Regions from separate parts of the Mus musculus genome. Here region 1 is linked to region 2. The links are chromatin contacts, called in public promoter capture Hi-C maps. All regions are on one chromosome and are shown on one strand. The core of a region is the stretch at or near the end of the contact, and the rest is flanking DNA. Distances in the headings are between cores, read along the strand shown.

Region 1 (6,731 bases), core at 3,940-6,439, 83 kb before region 2:
TGGAAGAGAGAAGGCATTGAAGATAAAAGAAAAGAATACTTAGGTCAAAGAAAATGTTAATTTTTTTTTTTCGAGACAGGGTTTCTCTGTGTAGCCCTGGCTGTCCTGGAACTCACTCTGTAGACCAGACTGGCCTCGATCTCAGAAATCTGCCTGCCTCTGCCTCCCGAGTGCTGGGATTAAAGGTGTGCGCCATCATGCCCGGCTGAAAATGTTAAAATTTAAAAACTCCTGGCACAAAACATCTAGGAAATCTGGGAAAGTATAAAGAGACCAAATCTAAAGATACTAGAAATAAAGGAATGAGAAGAAACCCAGGGCAGAGGCGTAAGAATATATTTTCAATTAAATCATAAAAGAAAAGTTCCCCAACCTAAAAAAGGAGAGGCCAGGCTGGAGAGATGGCTCAGCGGTTAAGAGCACTGACTGCTCTTCTGAAGGTCCTGAGTTCAAATCCCAGCAACCACATGGTGGCTAACAACCATCTATAACAAGATCTGGTGCCCTCTTCTGGGGTGTCTGAAGACAGCTACAGTGTACTTTCATTAAATAAATAAATAAATAAATAAATAAATCTTTTAAAAAAATTAAAAAAAAAAAAAGGAGAGGCCTATCAAGGTACAAGGAGCTTACAGAACACAAATAGACTGGAAAAGAAAAGAAAGCCCCCTCAGCACATAAGCACATATCAAGACACTAAACTTACAGAACAAAGACAGACTATGGAAAGCTGCAAGAGAAAAAGCCCAAGCAGCGCATGTCAGCAGACCTATTAGACCACCACCTACCGTCTCAACGGAGACTCGAGTCTCCAACTATCTTTATGTGCAGATGATATGATAGTATCCATAAATGACCCTAACAATTCTAATAGAGAACTCCTACTAAAGTAGCTAGATACAAAACGAACTCCCAAAACTCAGCAGCCCTCCTATATACAAGTGGCAAATGAACTGAGAAAGAAGTCAGGGAGGACATCATCTTTCACAAAATCTATCTTGGGGTAACTCTCACCAAGCAAGTGAAAATGTGTATGATAAAACCTCTAAGACACTGAAGACGGAAACTGAAGATCTCCGAGGATGGGAAGATCTCCCATGCTTACGAATTGGTAGGATTAATACCAAATTAATACCAATTAATAGTGAAAACGACCCTCCTACCAAAAAGCAATCTATGGATTAAATGTAATCGCCTTCAAAATTCCAATACAATTCTTATACTTGAGAAGACAATTTTCAGCTTCATATGAAAGCACACACACACACACACACACACACACACACACACCAAACAAAACCAGAAGTGCTAAACAATCCTGAATGATAAAAGAATGGCTGGATGTATCGCCATTTCCTATCTCGAGTTGTACTACAGAGCCATAGTCATGAAAACAGCATGTTTTAAAATTTATTTATTTCACTGGACCAAAAAAAGATATGTTGATCAATGGAATAGAATTGAAGACACAGAGATAAGTCCACACAGCTATGGAAACTGAAAACCACCTCGATGTCCATTAGTGGATGAATGGATAAAGAAAACATGGTACATTTATACAATTAACAGTATTACTCAGCCACTAAAAGGTGAAATTCTCAGGTAAATGAGTGGAACTAGGAAAAATCTGTGAGTGATGTAACTCAGACCCAGAAAGACAGCTACAGCACATATTCACTTAGATTAGGAATGCCAGCAGTTAAGTCACTGACAAGCAGGCTATATAACCGCAGAGGTTAGGTAGGGAAGGGCCTCTGGTTTCGGATTCCCGAGTGCGGGAGCCCGTGCGTCTCTGCGCCTGCGCACTTCTTGCGCTTTTTCTTCGATTCTTTTTTCTTGTTTGGTACTTTTGTTACATTCCAATTCATTCGGTTTTGGTTTATCTTATTTTATTATTATTCCTTGGATGCCCGTTTTTTCTAAGGAGAGACAAAAAGGGTGTGGATCCGGATGGGACGGGGGTTGGGGAGGAACTGGGAGGTACCTGGAGGGGAAACCAGAATATGTTGTATTTTAAAAATCCATTTTCAATCAAAGGAAAAAAGCTGGAGAGAACCTTTGTCCTTCCTCGGCTTCTGCTGATTTCCCGTGTTAGATGCAGCGTTTATTTTTTTTTCCTAAGAGACCTTGAGAATTGTTTAGCTTTCTCCAAAATCAGGCAAAAGAAAAAGCAATAAAATTAAAACAGAAACTGCCAGGCTCTGAAGGAATCCCGGAGGCTTACTGGCCTTCTCACTGCTCCAACATTGCTCTCTCTTGTCCCATCCAGAAGGGAGGCAGGCGCTCCTCTCTGGTCTAGAGTCTAATTATTCTTGGTAGCACCACTCTGGACATGCTAATCCCTCTTTCTCTCTCTGGTGAACGTCCTTGTTCTGGTATTTTCTACCTTTTCCCTCCTGTCTAAACCACTAGCAATTTAGCCTTAAAACAACACAGACTACCACCCCTACGACCTGCAGTGTATGCTATAAGGCTCTACTTTATTATACCTAAGACATGGGTGCTGTGTTAATGTACTGAAGTGTGAATGCAGTTAAAATTTTATATACAATGTGAACTGGCAAAAAACGACTGAGTGGTTAAAGTGCTAGCTGCTAAGCCTGATAACTTGAGTTTAATTTCCAGGACCCACATGAGGGAGGCAATTCCTGCAAGGTGTCCTCTGACCTCCACAGAGAGCCATGGTGCTAATGCGCGCACACACACACACACACACACACACACACACACACACAATTTTAAAAGCTTTCTATATAATTCTAGTTTCAAAATAATTTTCATTCTCTCTCTATGTGTGTGTGTGTGTATATATATATATACATTAGTGTTTTCCAAGATAGGGTTTCTCAGTGTAGCTTTGGCTGTCCTAGAACCCACTCTGTAGCCCAGGCTGACCTTGAACTCAGAGATCCCCTCACTTTGTAGACCAGGCTGGCCTCAAACTCAGATCTGCCTGCCTCTGCCTCCTAAGTGTTGGGATTAAAGACATATCCCCACTCAGCAGCATGCATGTGGCACAAGTTTTAAGTCCAGTTTCTAGTTTCTGAAACAGAATTTGGCCTTTTTACACCCTTCCTCTGAGTTGCGAGTCTTGACTTCCTAACTAAATCAGAATTCTTCCCCACTCCTCATCCCTCTGGCCATGGCTTGCGGCTTAAATAGCAGCAACTACAAAGAATACATTCAAGCTGCATTTAAGAGAAATCTAGTCAGCCACCTTCTTAGATCTTTCTGGGTCTTACTGAATGCAGCATATGCTTATTAACAACACAATAAGCCTTTATAATGACTAACCCAGTAACTCTGATCCACAGTGTTTCAGTGTTGGAGAATATACCCAAAGCCAGCAAGCACTCCACCACTAAGCGAAATCCCGAATTCCTGAGCCACAGATGCTGAGAGATCAGTAAACGAAACAGATACTGCTCCAGGAAGCTCATAGCTCACAAGTAGTGCGGGCTGGGAGAGGCAGTCAATCAGACAGTAAGTTATGGGGAGATAAAAAGCCCCTTGGAATGAGCAGGATTAGAAGTATGCAGTGTGGGGACTTGAGGAATTTGTGTATTAAATAGAGCGGGTCAAGTGGAGTTTCCCAAAGGCTGCAATCTAAACAAAAAAAGACAGGAGAGAGGCAGCTGGTGGGGTTTCATGGAGGAAAACTCACCTCCAGACAGAGGAGAGCTGTAACCGCCTCTCCAGCTCCAGGCACCACAGCCCTGCTGCGAGCACTCTGAAAGTGACCTGGTGACTGAGACGGACCGGTTTCAGGACGGTTCGTTTTATCTAACTTTTAAAGCTGTAATTGGTTTGCTGGGAAGCTTTCAGTGCTTGGAACAACGGACGGATTTGCATCTGTTTTTGAACTTGACCTTTCATGAAGTCTAAATATAGATCAATTATCTGTGATGAAAATTTAGTATGCAAATGCCGAGGGCTGTCAGTATAAAATCTTGAAGGATTTCAATCACAGTAAGAACGTAAGTGTGCCCTTTAAATGCAATGGTTTAAATAAGAAAATTAGTAATATTAATTTCACTTGTTTTTTCCTCCCCCCCTTCCTCCTCCTCCTCCAAATGTGGCTACAAGAAAGACTTTTTCCGTTTGGTTTGTTCAGATAGGGTCCCTGTAGTATAGGCTGAGGTGAATTTTGCTATGTAGACCAAGTTGGCCTCTTGGGGCAGCCTCCAGATAAACAGAAGTGCTGGGATTATAGGTGTCAGCCACCGCACCTGACTCAGAAAGTTTCTAAATATCCAGGTAGCTAATTTGTTATTGTTTTTTGGGTTTTTTTTTGTTGTTGTTGTTGTTTTGTTTTTGTTTTTAAGAGTCTCTTGTAGCCCAGGCTGACTTCCAATTTGTCATATAGCTAAGAATGAGTTTGAATTTCTGATTCTCTCCTCTTCCCTCTGCCCTCTGCCCTCTGCCCTCTGCCCTCTGCCCTCCGCCTGCCTGTCCAGTGGTGGGACTGCAGACATGTGCCACAAAGCCTGGTGTATGTAGTCCTGGGGATCAAACCCGGGGATTCCTGCATGTGAGGCAAGCCCTCCCCACCTGAGATTCCTTTCTAGCCTCTTTTCTGTTTGTCTGGGGTTTGTTGTCTGTCTGTCTGTTTGTTTGTTTGAGAAGGTTTTGCTATGAGCTCCTGAGTACAGGGAGTGCAGTCCTGCATCACCGTGCCTAGCACTCTGTAGTTCTATTCAAAGCTGAGCTACAACAAGCAGCCGGCCTGCTATGGCTGAGGAAAACAGGAAGGTTCAGTGGTGAGGGCAGGCCAGGCAGTGAGTGAAGTTCAGGAGGTGGGACCGTAAGACCTGTATCTATTATGCCTTTCTGGAATGCCAAGTCTGGAAGTGGTAGAGCCCACGGGAAATCCATGCTTTCCTCCTAGACACATCTTCTAGGTAGCCCTCGGGTCTGTGAGCCCATGTCCGTCCATCGCCTGTGGCTTGAAGTTACAATGAGCATACCATGAAGAGGTGGAAAGTCACGTCCACAGTCCAGAGCGAGACTCTGAACGACTCTTCCAGTCGGTCTCACGGGAAAATGTGGATCGACGCACAGCTGGCTTCACTGTGCACACGAAGACGTCCACATCTCGTGGGAAGAGGTGACAGTTACAACCAGTCAAGTCTCAAGGAAGGAAGAAATGGAAGAATGTGGGGGCGGGTTCCTCACACGCCTGCGCAACCAAGCCCACGGACTGCGGCAGGCCTCTTCCTTCCTCCTCTGCTCCACACGGTCTCTTCTGTTGTTCTCTTCAATACAGCCTTTTGTTGTTGGTTTGTTTTTAAGACATCGTTTCTCTGTGTAGCCCTGGCTGTCCTGGAACTTGCTCTGTAGACCAGGCTGGCCTCGAATTCACATATCCACTTATCTGTGCCAGAGTGCTAGGACTGAAGGTGTGAACCACCGTACCCGGCTTCACTTTAACCATCTTTATCTGAAAAAAAAGTTTCTTTCGCCATAGAATACTAAATGGGATAGAAAACAAGCGATGGCAATTTGTTTTCAGCTGTAAGATGTCCAAAAAACAAGGACCAAGGACAAAACCAACCGGAGACAGGACATAATTTATCCTAAGTGCCCTCCTAGATAAGAGCTGACCCGGCAAAGAAAGCTTTCACTTACAGCCAGCACACTGTCTTCTTTAAAGCACTATTAAATAAGTGAACCATCGCATAGCCTGGCGGAGAGGCTAGAGCTCCTCCCTGCGGCATGGAAGATGCAGTAACCAAACGTGCAAGTACTGCCTCTGTTCCCAAAGCTGGAAACCCCCATGAAGTAACTGTTGTGGGAACATCAGCCAGACTTAAAAGAAAACTAAAGATAACTTACTGCTGATTTAGAACTGTAAATGTGTTCCCTTCTGAAACAGGAAACATCAACTATTAGAAGAGAGGAAGCAAATCTAGCAGGCAGGGACAATCCCTGTGTGAGGGTGGCAGATGGTGTGGTGACCGGCCTTGGTCTGGGAGCATTCTTACATGGCTTAGGACCAATAACTGTCCTCTCTCTTTCTCTCTCTCTTTCTCTCCCCTCTCTCTCTCTCTCTCCCTCTCTCTCTCTCTCTCTCCCCATCCCTCCCTCTCTCCCTCCCTCCCTCCTTCCCTCCCTCCCTCCCTCCCTCCCTCCCTTTCCCATTTTTTTTTCACACAGGGCAAATGAAGGGGAAGTATGACAACAGACAATGTTCCTGATTTAAAGGACCCCACAAAGTGAACTGTCACCATTTTAGCATCTAAAGGTGTCCTGATTCCTGAAGGACCGACTCCTGACTGACTCCCGGATGTCTTGCACCTCACTGGCCCCCCATCCCCTCGGCCCATTTGTGCTAGTGTGACAGATCTAGTGTCCATCCTGTAGATAACTTACTCTGTAGCTCTCGTTTCTTTGTCAAACATATGCACGCTTGATTGAGAGCCAAGTCTTACACAGTTTCCACCCTTAATGCTACTCAACACTGCTATTTCCTCTTCTAGATCGTTCAAGTCACTTAGTTCTTTGACTAAGCTGCCCATACAATCTGGAATGGCCTGGACATTCAGTTAGACAGCTCAGGGGCAGACAGGGGACAGCACATCTTTGTCTTTTGAGATATCTACACATGGGAAAACAAATTGAGAACAGACAGGCAAAAAGCCATTTACAGGTTTGTACTTAGAAAAGCAAGAAGGGCTCAGCTGATACTTTTAATGTTAAGGCCAAAAAAGCATCTTAAAAAATTATATAGG
Region 2 (7,505 bases), core at 469-2,968:
TTCTGCTACCATTCTTAAGTGCTAGGATTGTAGGTGTGAGCTACCGCTCATGGCCTTTGTAGTTTCTGTGAATGCACAGGAAGCCAAGGAGAGCAGAACATCTGTGAGATGCTGAGGTCCACAGTGACCCTAAAGCAGAGTCCTTCCTTAACTCAGCGAATTTGTGCTCTAGACAGAAGTCTAGACATCGTCACTGGGTAGAATATCCAGGCGGAGTGTTTGGAAGAGGAAAGCAGAGGAAGGACAGGAGCAAGCATGGGGCAGGTGCTGTTTAGGCTGTAGGGTCAGGCAGGCCTTTCTGATAAGCAGCAGTTGAGCAAGGGCCTGAAAGTGGCACCGGTTGAACCATGCAGACAGGTCGGGGCTGGGGTTGAGGTAGATACATAAGTGGCAGTCATGACATGTGGATTTGCTTGCCACGTTGCAGTAGTCCTTGGAGGCAGAGTGACAACATTTGCCCTTTCTATCTCTTGTGCTTTTAGAAGTCACGAAGATCCTTCTGTTTGCTGCACAAGCCTCTCATCACCTGGTGCCCCCAGAGGTGAGACACTTCCCCTGACCTCCAGGTTGTGTGTGTGGAGGGGTGCCACCGTTGGCATGTTATGGTTTCTTCCCAGAGTTATTGTCTCTCCTGACCCTTCTTTAAATGAACAGACGAGACCTAACTCCTAAGGAGATGGACACAGAAGTTAGCTGTACAGTTGACAGAAAGGAGCTAGCTGAGGCTTCTGAGTTTAATAACCAAGTTTTATGACTCGGAAGGACCAAGGGTATTTGTGAGTTCATGGTGATTAGTTTTTAAATTCAAAGAAGATTGAATTATCTTGTGTCAAAAGCACAGTATTGTTTTGGTCATTGTTGGAAACAATGTAATGGAATAAATGTGGTAAGAAGAGGAGGCTACAGAGATGGCCTTAGTAGGAAAGAGTCTTTGCTGCTCTTCGGGAGACCCAGGCTTGGTTCCTAGAACACAAGTTAGGCAGCCAGGTGCTCTGCTGCTTCCAGCCTCTGAGCCCACCAGCATGACACACAGACACACACACACATGAATACAAAACAGAACCTTTAGACAGAGAGCAGGAGCGAGACCATTTGGGAGAAGGAAGAGAAGAAGCAGAGGTGAGTGGAGAGTGCACTGTGGAAATGAAGGGTCGCAAAGTGACGAGTGTGTAAAAAAAAAAAAATGCCACAATGAAACCTGTTACTTTGTATGCCAACCTAAAACATTAATTTTTAAAAAAGGAAAATTATGTTATAATCCAGTCACGTGACTCAGTGGGTAAAAGTACTTAACAGAAAACTGACGCCATGAGTTTGATACCCAGAACTCATTTAAACTAAATGCAACTGTGCACATCTAATCTGGTACTCCTATCAAGAGATGATAGGCAGGAAGGTCTCCCCAGAGAGCAAAGGCCAGTGAGCCTGGAGAGGATGAGAAGCGAATCCTACAAGTTGTCCTTTGACCTCTACACATCTGCCCTGGTACATGTGCACATGCATGTGCTCGGGTATAAGTATTCTCTCTCTCTCTCTCTCTCTCTCTCACACACACACACAATGTAAAAGAGAAAACGCTGTTAAAGGAGGTAAACTTTACCATATCTATAGCCCGGAAGACTGAGCTGGGGGCGCACTCGTTTCTGTCTTCCTTAGCTCCTTAGCTTTGGTTCTCAGCGCGCACCCTAAGGCAGAAGGTTGCTGCTGCACCACAGTCTGAGTGCAGGGGAAGCAGGGACCTCCGCCTGACTCAGCTCTTTTGTTTCCAACTCAGATTATTCAGTCGTTGCTTGTGACGGTGGCCAACAATTTTGTTACTGACAAGAACTCTGGGGAAGTCATGACCGTAGGGTATGTAAAACATACTTGGGGACAGTCAGTGTTTATAATGTACTAAGATAGACAGTTATGCTGTGCGTGTGGTGTCTAGAAAAGTGGTTTCCCCGGGAGGCTTTGTAATTTCATTTATTGGTGAGAATTCTGAAGAGGGAACTAGATAACAGTACTTGTCCCAATCAGCCATTTTTATAGTTTTAGATGTTTTATAGTTTTATGAGAATGATTTCATTAGCCTAAGTTTTTCTTTTTCTTCCACCTTGGATTTGTCTCCTGAAGGCGCAAGAGATTTGTTAATGAATCACTCTTTACTTCTAGAGAACTGCAATTGCCCTTTTGGGTAACACAAAGGTTTATCTAATCTGTGCACCTGTAAATGATATGCTAAGCAGTTTCTCTGTGTCTCCCTTGCAAACTGCTGCTGGGGTAACAGCCCTAAAGACCTTTAACCCTCCCTTCCAGTCTGACTTCACGCCTTCTCTCCTTAGCACTGGAAGCAAATAATGCCATGATTTGTTGTGGCTGATTCTTATTACACAACTGTCAGAGGAAGTGCAACTGTTGGGAATGTCAGTCTGTAGGGCCCTTTGCCCTCACAGTCTCTGCCACACTGCAGGCTTAGGGGGCCTAAGCCTAGAAAGTCCAGCCTAGTACGCTTATTTTACATCCATTTTCCTTTTCTAGGATCAATGCTATAAAAGAGATCACAGCTCGATGTCCTCTGGCCATGACTGAAGAGCTTCTCCAGGACCTGGCTCAGTATAAGACACACAAAGATAAGAGTGAGTAGTTCTCTGTAGGCAGTGAGTGCAGTGTGGCTCCCTCCCTCCTACCTCACTGCTGCCTTTGCTTGAGAATTTCTAATCAAAGGCAGTGTCTCCTAGATGTGATGATGTCTGCCAGGACTTTGATCCATCTCTTCCGGACATTGAACCCTCAGATGCTGCAGAAGAAGTTCCGGGTAGGTTAATCTAAAGATGGTGGTCTCAGAAAGTGAGGGTAATGCCTGCAGTTCACATGTTAGATTAGCTTTCCTGGAGAGTGGCTGTGATGTGTGTGGGTCTGTTCCTCAAGCTTAGGGGGCACTTGATTGAGTTCCTTGGTCCTCGGCCCTTGCTGCTGGCATGTGCTCTGTGATGGACAGCTCAGTCCGAAAGGTCTGCTGGGCTGTGTGTAGTTGACAGTGTGTGATACTGTCAGCAGGCTGGAGTGAGGTGCTGCCTCTTTCAGCAGAGAGGGAGGTGTGTTTGTAATACAAAGACATAGCACTGTTGAGACCTAAAATGTCAGAGCAGTTTGGTATTCTTTACAAAGCCAGTTTCTCAAATTCAATCAGGAGACAGTGAGGAAGAAGTGAGCCTGCTGTACCTGGGGTTACGTTGTTTCTGACATGTAAGCAGGCCGTCCCTTATTTGACTACATGTTTAATAGTGCTCACATCCTATAGTGCCTTTCATAATGAATTTTTTAAAAATCTAAGCATCTTATTTTTTTAAGCACCTTACTTTTAAATAATTTTCTCTTTTAGGGTAAACCCACTGAAGCCTCCATCGAAGCAAGAATACAAGAATATGGAGAATTAGATGCTAAAGATTACATCCCAGGAGCAGAGGTTCTAGAGCTTGAGAAGGGAGATAATACAGAAGATGATGAAGGTCCTCTGCCTGCCCTTTGCCTTGCCTTTTGCTGGGGTTTGAACCTTGCTCAGTCTCTACTATGTTAGGGAAGCTGCCTGGCAGGACTAGGGAGCTGCTTACGAGGGAAAATGGCAGACCACAGACTCAGACAGGCTCCCTGTGGTCTGAGGATAGGCTGTGTTTTCTGGCTCCTTCCTTCCTTCCTTCCTTCCTTCCTTCCTTCCTTCCTTCCTTCCTTCCCTCCCTCCCTCCCTCCCTCCCTCCCTCCCTCCCTCCCTCTCTCCCTCCCTCCTTCTTTCCTTTCTTCCCTCCACCCCTTTTTTTGAGACAGAATTTCTCTGTTTAGCAAAACCCTAGATGTCCTGAACTCACTCTAGACCATGCTAGCCTTAAACTCAGAGTTACTCCTGTCTCTGCCCCCTGAGTTCTGGAATTAAAGCTATGTGCCACTACACCCAGCCTCTGGTATGTTTCTTACTCAGAATCCATTCCTCTTTGAGCTGTAAGAATTAGGTAAATCACTGTAACAATTTGGCTTTTAGTAGATTCTTAGTCAGTGCTAGTCCCTGTTCCTTAAATTAAATTGATGTGGCATAGCACACATCAACTCCAGTTGTTGGTAAGTGGCGCATCCTACCTTGCTCACTTACCTCATCTTGCTGTGACTCTTTCCCACAGATGGATGGGAAAGCGCCAGCCTCAGTGAGGAGGAGGAAGAGGATGGTGAGTGGGTTGACGTGCACCACTCTTCTGATGAGGAGCAGCAAGCAATTGTAAGTCCATATGGCTTCGAGACTGCGGCATGCTCATAGTTACCTAGATGCCATTTTTTGCTGGGCCATGTTAAAATTTAAATGACTTGAGCTGTCTGTCACTTAAGCTGGTAGTCAATTCTCCTTTTGGCTGTATGCTTTTCAAGGCCACGAAGCTGGACAGCATGCCCATGGAGGAGCGGAAAGCCAAGGCTGCAGCCATCAGCACCAGTCGAGTTTTAACGCAGGATGACTTCCAGAAAATCCGCATGGCCCAGATGAAGAAGGAAATGGATGCTGCTCCGGGGAAAGCCCAGAAAAGGAAATACTTAGAAATTGACAGTGACGAGGAGTCCAGGTGAGGCTGGCCCAGCCTGCAGTCAGCCGTGTGCCAGTGACAGCAGCAGGCAGACAAATCCCACCCCATCCTGTATTTAATTTTCCCTCACCACAGGGGTGAATTGCTGTCTCTTCGGGACATTGAACGCCTTCATAAAAAGCCCAAGTCTGACAAGGAAACGAGACTAGCAACTGCAATGGTGAGTGGGGCATACATCAGTCTACCATTTGCAAACAGAGAGCAAATAAAATGAATAAAAATGCCCCAGTGATGTAGCCATAAACTCCCCGTCTCTCTTCATCCATGAAAGAGACGTATATAAACATAGAATAAGATGCGCCATCATTAGGTGTTGAGTTGGCTAAGTTTTTTGTTTTGCTTTGAGATGGGTGGAATCTTATATAACCCATAACCCAGGCTGGTCTAAAGCTTTAAGTAAGGAAGCCCTTGGCTGCCTGATGCTCCTGCCTCGACTTTGAAGGTGGGTGCAGACAGGTGCTGCCGCGCTTGGTTTATGTGGTGCCTGGGAGGGAACCTGGCCTCAGCATTCTCCCTGCTGAGCCACAGCCGAGCCCTAGTGGCTCTGTTTTGTGTTTTGCTGTATTTTGTTGTTGTTTTGAGACAGGCTCTCCCTATGTGTCTATGGCTGTCCTGGAACTTTCCATATAGACCATTGAATTTAAAGACCAGCTTGTATCTGACTCCCGAGTGTTGGGATTAAAAATATATACCACTACATTAGACTTTTGACCACTCTATATAGCCTTGTGACTACCACTCAGAAACAAAATGTAGAGGATAAAAATGCAGCGTTACACTGTAGTTGATGGTATCAGAAGGCTTAGCGCATTTTTTAAAGCAGTAGAAGCTTACGTTCACAGTCAGCGTCAGCCTCTGGCTCGTGCTGTCGCTGCTCATGTTTGTACAGCGACTATTGTCAGCTGCTCCTGTGCCTTAACTGCCCTGGGGAGTCATCAAACACAAGCTCTGCCTCACCTTGCTTCTGTCTGAAGGGAGACCCGTTAGATAGTTCAGAGCCCGCGCTCTCTCCTCTACACGCTCCACACACTGATGTCTTTCCTTCCTCCTTTTCCTACCACGCCAAAAACAGCTTTGCTTTCTGGGAATCAGGCTGAATCAGTCCATTTCCTTCCACTAAGCTCAAAGCTTGTTTCTGTTGGATTGAGTCTAGGGAGCAAGAGCTGTGTTCTGTCCCCATCTCGTCCTTGGCATCCAACGGGGCCATTAGAGAATGCCTGAGCTGTGTTATCCATGAAGAAATACTGATCACTGATTTTTTGTGCTTATAGGCTGGAAGGACAGACCGAAAGGAGTTTGTGAGGAAGAAAACCAAAATAAACCCATTTTCCAGTTCCACAAACAAAGAGAAGAAAAAGCAGAAGAACTTTATGATGATGCGGTATAGCCAGAATGTCCGGTCAAAAACAGCACGGTCCTTCCGGGAGAAGCAGGTGGGTCTAGCGTGAAGCCTGTGTTCAAGACAGCCTATGTTTGACAGGCGGGGTGTCTTCTGAGGGCCACGTGCCGAGTGTGCTCTGAGGCTGGGAGCAGTCAGGGTGGGAAAGACTTAAACTTGAGTTGATAGCAGTCACCATGTGACCTGTGGGTGACCCAGGATCTTCTCTGTAAGTAAGAGAAGCAAGAGTGGGGTTGGGGGGGGTGGGTGGTGGCGGTGGCTACTGTGTGAACTCACCCAGGCTGGCTTTTCTTGGAGATTCTCTTGCTTCAGCCAGCTAGGTGTTGCTTTGCTTCATGATTGCAGGCACCATGGTACCATGCATGGCCCAGGGTCATGCTGTGTGGCTGGCCTGCTTATCTCAGTAATGGACATTGTGCAGCCTCCTCTCGTGGATGCATATCAGATCTTATCACAGATCATTGTGAAGCAACTGTAGAAAACCAATTCCAGACTACATGGTTTCCTGGTAGCTAGCCAACGACAGGCTGCCAAGACTGAGTGTAGAGACCAGCCCTCTAGGCAGCTATGTGACTGCGAGGGTCCCACCGCCTGAGCTCTGCTCTGCCTTTCTTTTGCCTGTAATCCGTCTTTAACACGTGTACATAACAAAGTGATGCCATTTCTACATAAGGGCTCTATCCTCCTGAGCCTTGCTAACATCTTAGGCTGAGGAAAACGCAGCCACCCTGTTAGCAGCCTGGCTTTGAACAAGGTTTAATTTAGCTTAGGGCACCACTCCCTCACTTCTGTTCTATAGAATGCCTTTTTTTTTTAGCATGATAGAGAAGCAGACATCATCACAGATCCTGTGGTTTGAAGACAGAATCACAACCAGCTACAACACACACCACTGCTTTTACCCCACCTGATGTATTTCAACACAAAGTGATTTAAAATTTTTAAAAATTGGCCTGGAGAGATGGCTCAGTGGTTAAGAGCGCTGACTGCTCTTCCAGAGGTTCAATTCCTAACAACCACATGTGGGCTCACAGCCATCTGTAAATAGGATCTGATGCCCTCTTCTGGTGTGTCTGATGACAGCTACAGTGTACTCATATAAATAAAATAAAATAAATCTTTTTTTTTTTTTTTAAGAGTTAAAAATTTTAACAGCCTAGGTTGGTGAGATGGCACATGAGGTAAAATTCAGGAACCATGATGTGCAAAGAGAGAATTAGTTCAACCAAGATGTGCTGTGAAACCCACCCGGGCACCAGGGCATGTGCACCTTCACACACACACACACACACACACACACACTACAGTAAAAAAAAAAATTTTAAGTAAGAGCCTGAATTAGCTAGGAAGAGATCTTTGCCTTGAGCTTAATTCCCTGGATTTTAACTCCTAAATTAATGTCTTGAAGTCGGAGCTATTGAAGAGAGATGACAGGTGACATGGTAAGATTGTCTTACTTTGACCACTGAGCCATCTTGCTGACTTGGATTGGATCCTTTAGG

Evidence for each region. Capture Hi-C pulls out chosen DNA fragments and counts their contacts.
Region 1: a contact with region 2 is called in a promoter capture Hi-C map of adipose tissue. The contact joins two enhancer-like sites. A contact is called at or near these places in 6 of 39 promoter capture datasets (the C10 cell line, embryonic stem cells, liver and 1 more), 2 of 15 datasets of contacts at CTCF or cohesin (the NIH/3T3 cell line and embryonic stem cells), 8 of 484 Hi-C or Micro-C datasets (2-cell embryo, CD4 T cells, LSK cells and 4 more), 36 of 115 datasets of contacts at active chromatin or transcription factors (the 230-238 cell line, CD8 T cells, the HPC-7 cell line and 21 more) and 4 of 9 other capture datasets (adipose tissue, liver, macrophages and 1 more).

What each region holds. Positions count from the first base shown.
Region 1 is chr5:92,373,984-92,380,714 of GRCm38.p6, reverse strand. It overlaps a transcript of Art3 not described here. Among named protein-coding and RNA genes, the nearest start is that of Art3, 9.5 kb to the left of the region's middle. Within about 2 kb of position 5,189, at least 116 of the 459 cell types and tissues checked have an H3K27ac peak or open chromatin away from gene starts, as enhancers often do. A contact at or near this core is called in adipose tissue, where this site is marked.
Region 2 is chr5:92,286,999-92,294,503 of GRCm38.p6, reverse strand. It overlaps Sdad1 (SDA1 domain containing 1), which reads left to right. Exons shown (of 22, transcript NM_172713.2): 13 at 483-541; 14 at 1,775-1,851; 15 at 2,521-2,618; 16 at 2,721-2,797; 17 at 3,365-3,491; 18 at 4,152-4,246; 19 at 4,393-4,583; 20 at 4,680-4,764; 21 at 5,876-6,037. Among named protein-coding and RNA genes, the nearest start is that of Naaa, 13 kb to the right of the region's middle. Within about 2 kb of position 1,718, at least 17 of the 459 cell types and tissues checked have an H3K27ac peak or open chromatin away from gene starts, as enhancers often do. A contact at or near this core is called in adipose tissue, where this site is marked.